Regions from separate parts of the Anas platyrhynchos genome. Here region 2 is linked to region 1. The links are chromatin contacts, called in public Hi-C maps. All regions are on one chromosome and are shown on one strand. The core of a region is the stretch at or near the end of the contact, and the rest is flanking DNA. Distances in the headings are between cores, read along the strand shown. Region 1 overlaps RANBP10 (RAN binding protein 10). Region 2 overlaps RANBP10 (RAN binding protein 10).

Region 1 (2,636 bases), core at 72-2,571:
AACAGATCCTACTGTGAGCAGCTATGATTTCTAGTAGGTTTTGCTTGGTATCTCTTTTCTCATATGCCAAATTAAATAAAAAGGGAAACCATACACTTTTTTCCATCACCTGTACTTGGAACTGTAACAGCATCATGGAGGATGAAGCTGCTCTTTGCGCAGTATTTCTCAGGTGCTGGAGGCTGCAACTTGCTCCTGTTGCAAGGACGTTCCCCAGCTGCAATGCAAAGTGTTGAATATTCATTCCTGGCTGGCTGGTGAGAAGAAGCAGCTATAGCCTAAACCAAGGCAAAGTGAGAGTAAAGCTCTGTTTCTAAACCCAAAGTAAGTCTGGAAAACTAACTCCTTCAGAGTAACAGAGGGAGAAGCAAAGACAAGAGGAGCTGCTTTTTTGAAAATCAAATTGTAAGAAGAGATATCTGATAAATTAGGCTTTTCCATGAACGTTTCTCCAGAGTCAAAACCTTGCAGAGGAGTGGGTTGGGGAGGGAAGTTATTTCTAAATATGACAGGTGGTGAAACGCAAGGTCCGAGCTGGGATTTATTGAGATGTAGTAAATTTTTATAGCATGTTATGGATGTAGTCAAGCAGGGAAAAAATCCTTTGTCTTTTTAATTCTAATATTTTTCCCCCCACAGGTATAGCCTTTACAGACCTCCCTGTAAGTACACCTATTTTCAGTATTTTAACTAAGGATGCAAAGAGAAGGGAGGGGGAAGAGTGTGGGGGTGTGATTTTTTGTTTGTTTGTTTGTTTTGTTTTGATACCCTGTTAAAAATGGTAACACACACTACTGAATGATGTGGATGCTCCCTTTTCTGAAACTTCATAGTTCTGTAGCTAGGATGTGGGCCACCCACACGCTTCCTCTGATCCCTCACCAGCTCTAAGAATATGTTGCTCCTTCTCCTGGAATTAAAGCCTGGATTCAGACTCTGTTACAGGTCACTGTCTTCCAAACACAGCATTGGGTGTGGGAAGTGTATGTGCAAAGTCCCTGTGCAGCCTCTTGTCTTCTGCCCTCAGAGGGCACAGAAATGCCTGCTGATGTTATTCCCAGCCTCTCCCTCTCTCCTCCAAATCTTGCAGCTGTGGAGTCGTTTCAAAGGTGGTGGTTAGGGAAGGCTATCACTAGGCTCATCGCACGAGTTTTTGACAAGCCTCCTCCTGTGATCAGTACCCAGCACGTGGAATTGCTAGGAAGAATATATTTGGCATGCATTCAGGGTTATTCTTCTGATTCACCAGCACCAATACCGAGTTCCTCTTGAGTGCTGTGATGCCGGATGAGTTCATCTAGGCAACAACGTGCAGTCAGCTCCTCCCAAAGCACAGCCTTCTCTGTGGCTAGTGGGTTAGGAACAAGAAGAGTGGCTCATTTGGCTACGCTGCTTCTCTTCCTGAAATGAGAGTGGTCTTCATGCTGGGGTAGACAGATAATTATTATTTAGCCTCTCATCAGCCAAAAATAGCTATCAAACCGAAACACACACGCAGTTGTTTTGTCTTATACAGCTGAAGTGTTGCTTCACAGTACCGAGTTGGCAGGTTGATATTACCTGTCCTGCTTACTGTAACTTGCTTCTTTTTAATCCAGCAGTGCACAGCAGGCTGATTTTAATGTGCTCTTGTGCCTAGCATTGAGTCTCTTTTACAGACAGCGAGTAGACAGCTGGGGAAGATGCACGGGAGCAGAACAGGCAGCAGGGCTCTTGCAGCAGCAAGGTCTGGCAGCGCTGCTAAGGCTGAACCCGAAACGCTCCTGAGCACAGGGCATCCCTCCATCCTGCTGTTCCTTCCAGCTTCTTCATCTATGTCCTGTTCCAAGATGATTTTGTTTTAATGTTAAATTGGAGGAAGATCTGGTCAGGTTGGTTTGGGCATCAGCTATTCAAATAGCTTGAGGCAGTTTCCAGTGACTAAATGGCATCTCTGTGCCTTTTACTAGCCAGAGTTTGCCGAGTTGTTTTCTGTGGGTTCTGGTTTTTACAGCAGCAGCCGATCTGTGACACGTTTTCTGGGCCAGAAAGGAGAACAGTGAATGCTCTATAGGCCTCCTACTGTTGGGAATTACCTTCTACAAGATAATTTCTCTTTAAAAAGTGAGACAAAAGCTTGACTGGGTTATTTCACCCCTTGACTGTGGATGCAAGCAATGGCAGGAGATTTCAGCATGTTTCTCTCCATATTCTAAATGGCTCAACTGCTGTGTGGTCAAATTCACCTTAAGGATGCCTGCACCTGACTTCCATCATTCCCACCCTCCTTCTCTAGCATCCTTCCCTTGAATCACTTCCTTCTTGCCTCACTCCTTTAGATGCCTGGGTATTCCGTGTCCTATTCTGGCCTTTTTGGCTCTCTCAGCCCATTGTTTCTTGGCTTCTTTTCCAGACAGTCAAGGTTACTGCCCTTTCCTACAGAAGGGAACCCCAGACCCAAGAGAGACTTTTGATTTAAATATGCCGACTGCTGGCAGAGAAGCCTTGCAGTAGTAGGGAATGTGAAGTTGATATAACTTGCAAGTGATATTTTGTCATTTATTACAGCATTATGTTCCAGGCAGAAACACAATACATGTGTATGCATTCATTTTAACATAAAGAAGAGAAAGCACCCATCATGTGAAAGATACAAT
Region 2 (2,636 bases), core at 100-2,599, 44 kb before region 1:
TCCATCTCCACGGCTTCCCTGGCCAGACCCCGGGCTGCTGGATGGGAGTTTGCTGTGCTCTGGGAAGGAGGATGGAGGAGGAGGAGGGTCCCGCGGTCCCTTCTGCTCCAGCCCTCTCGGTGGCTCCACAAGTGGCTCCCTTCCAGCATTCTTTGAACAGTCCTGCAGAAACGGCCGTGCCCCTTGTGTTCCTGAGCTGCCACAAATAACTCCTGCTTTTATCACGGTGGCTCAACCTCAGCTATATTTGAAGGTGCTGGACTTTCACGCTCCCTCTGTGTGCAGCGTGTTTGTGCGCCGCTGGTTCGTCAGCGCACCTTCCCCAGTCGGATGTTCCCCCCTTGGTAAACAGGAGCGGTGCCTGTAAGACTCATCAGGGTAGGGCAGCCAGCCCGTGACTTGGAGGCTTTTGTGACTCAGAAGGGCAATTTGGCTTTGTTAGCCTCTTTAACAGGGGCAAGGTGAGTTGTCTCCTGGGCGGCCGTGCTTGTTCCCGACTGATGTTTCTTTTTCATGACCTGTTTTAGCTCCTGGAGGCAGATTCTGAGCGTGCACAGGTGCCTGGGCAAAGTCCGCTGTCCTGCAGCCTTTCCTCTGGTCCTCAGAGTGGCATTTTGCTGCTGACAGCTCTCTCCTGGCCATGTCTGGTTTGGGACAGCAGCTCGGTTGCGGGTGCCTTGGTGTGCTGGAGCTCTGTGATGAGTCTCACTCATCTCACTGGGGCTCTTCCGTGAGCTGGCCTCAGGAAGGCTGCTGAAAGACCTGCCCTAGCTTTTCCTGGTGCCATGATTTCTTCGTTAACTTCCCCTTTTCTTCCTGCCAGCACTAAGGCAATGAGTTGGATCGGGTGAACCATCTTTTTTGCTTGGTTGGTTTTTGGCTTGATCAGTTCCTTGGAGCAGTGCTTCCTATAAACGGGGGAGAGGAGGCCAGAAAGGGGGCAGAAGAGGGAGGGAGGGAGGATGTGGGCAGCAGCGAGTGTCAGGATTTCTCTTCCAGCCCCCCTTGAGCTGCATTACACCGCCAGAGATGCTGGCCAGTGCTCGCTTCCATCTCGGGCATTTTTCTTTAGAGAAGGAGGAAAGAGTACTTGGAGGAGAGAGGCACGAGAGCTAATCTAGCTTGGGCCATAACAGTTTATTTAAAATCTTTCTTTAGCTTTCTTACACAAGTGTGCCATGTCCCAGCCTTAAAAATAGCTTAGCTTCACCCCGACTGAGAAAGAAAAATAAAGGTCACATGTTTGGGTTGTTGAGCAGCCTTTACACGAGTAAGGAGTGATCTGCCCATCTTCCTTGCTTACGTTTCTCCCTGCCAACTTTCCATTCCTCCCCAGCGTATGGTGAGTGTGATTGCTGTCTGAGAAGCCTCGCGCTGGCGTGCTCTAATGGTTTCCAGATGCTGATAGAGCTCTGTCCACGTCGTGCCCTGACGTCAGGGCCTCTGATGGCATGGTTGTCTTTGTTCATCCCTCAGCTGGCAGCGCCGTGACCACCTCCTAACAAAACGTGGCTGTAACGAGGGCTGAGGAATGTCCTGTAGCAAGCGAGGGTTTCTGGTGTCTGCACACACCGAGTGTTCCCTTCTTTATATCTGATAAGCTTGTAAATAATTGATTTCCTCCTCTTTTTTTTTTATTTTCCTCCCTCGTTTCCAAGAATCCAAACTTGGCACCAGGAGAGGGGGTGGTTCTGTTTGCAGGTATCTCTGCTTGTTTAAATTGACACTGTTCTTCAGACGCTCGTTTAAACAAACCAACACATAAATAAATAGCCCCAACCAGATTCAGTAAACACTTCTCACCTTGTTCACATTTGCAAACAGTCTTGTCCAAGCACGTCTTGCTTGCTCAGCTACTGACAGGCCGAGCAGTATTCTGCTAAACCCTTGGTGCTCTGACGTGTGGAGACACTTCAGTTCTCTTTGGAGGTTTTGCATCGATTGATGAGATCTCATATCGCCTCTCAGTTTATGTCACTCTGCTAAATTCTTGTGGAAGGGGGTAATCTTGAGAGCAGCATCTCAGATGTAAAGCAAGTCGTGAGATCAAAATCTCCCATTTGCAGTTGATAACTTGCCATTGCATTAAAAAACAACAACGATGGAGTAGCAACTGAAACACGGTGCTTCATAGGGGTGTCATGGGCTTTACCATTGCAATGGTAGAATACCAATTCCTCATTAAAACAGCTTAGGAAGTAAGGAGACGAAGTGGAAGTAGTGATGGTGATACGTGACTTAATCACTTGTGATGTGTGTGTTTAGGTCTGAAATCTCAGATACTTTTTATATTTCATGCTGTGATAACTTCTATTGATTTTTTGTGTGTGTCCAGCTACAGTCGCGAAATTTTGTGCAGTAAAGAAGAAGAGTTTGAGGAAAAGTTCTCCTCTTTTTCCCTTCCCTCTCGCCCTCTGCTGTTTCTGAATATCTGTTGTAAAAAATGTAGAGAGATGGCAAAAGTAAATTCTAACAAAATAAACTGGGTATCTTTAGAATATGTGTAAAACATTATGCTGCGATTTTCCAGTGTATGTTTACACCTAATAAATCAAATTATAGGATAATGGGAGCTGGGTGTTCAAATGTTTCTAGGATTATGCATCTAGGCAATTCTCTGTTTAATAATTAAATTG

Evidence for each region. A called contact is a pair of places that touch in the nucleus more often than the background predicts.
Region 2: a Hi-C map of skeletal muscle shows a contact between it and region 1, with 1.9 times the contacts expected there. The contact joins two enhancer-like sites. A contact is called at or near these places in 2 of 8 Hi-C or Micro-C datasets (liver and skeletal muscle).

Annotation. Positions count from the first base shown.
Region 1 is chr12:11,760,831-11,763,466 of IASCAAS_PekinDuck_T2T, reverse strand. RANBP10 (RAN binding protein 10) reads left to right here. Exons shown (of 14, transcript XM_038185647.2): 5 at 640-662. Among named protein-coding and RNA genes, the nearest start is that of TRNAH-GUG, 33 kb to the right of the region's middle. Within about 2 kb of position 1,321, at least 1 of the 8 cell types and tissues checked has an H3K27ac peak or open chromatin away from gene starts, as enhancers often do.
Region 2 is chr12:11,804,939-11,807,574 of IASCAAS_PekinDuck_T2T, reverse strand. All of the region lies in intron 2 of RANBP10 (RAN binding protein 10), which reads left to right. Among named protein-coding and RNA genes, the nearest start is that of RANBP10, 6.9 kb to the left of the region's middle. Within about 2 kb of position 1,349, at least 1 of the 8 cell types and tissues checked has an H3K27ac peak or open chromatin away from gene starts, as enhancers often do.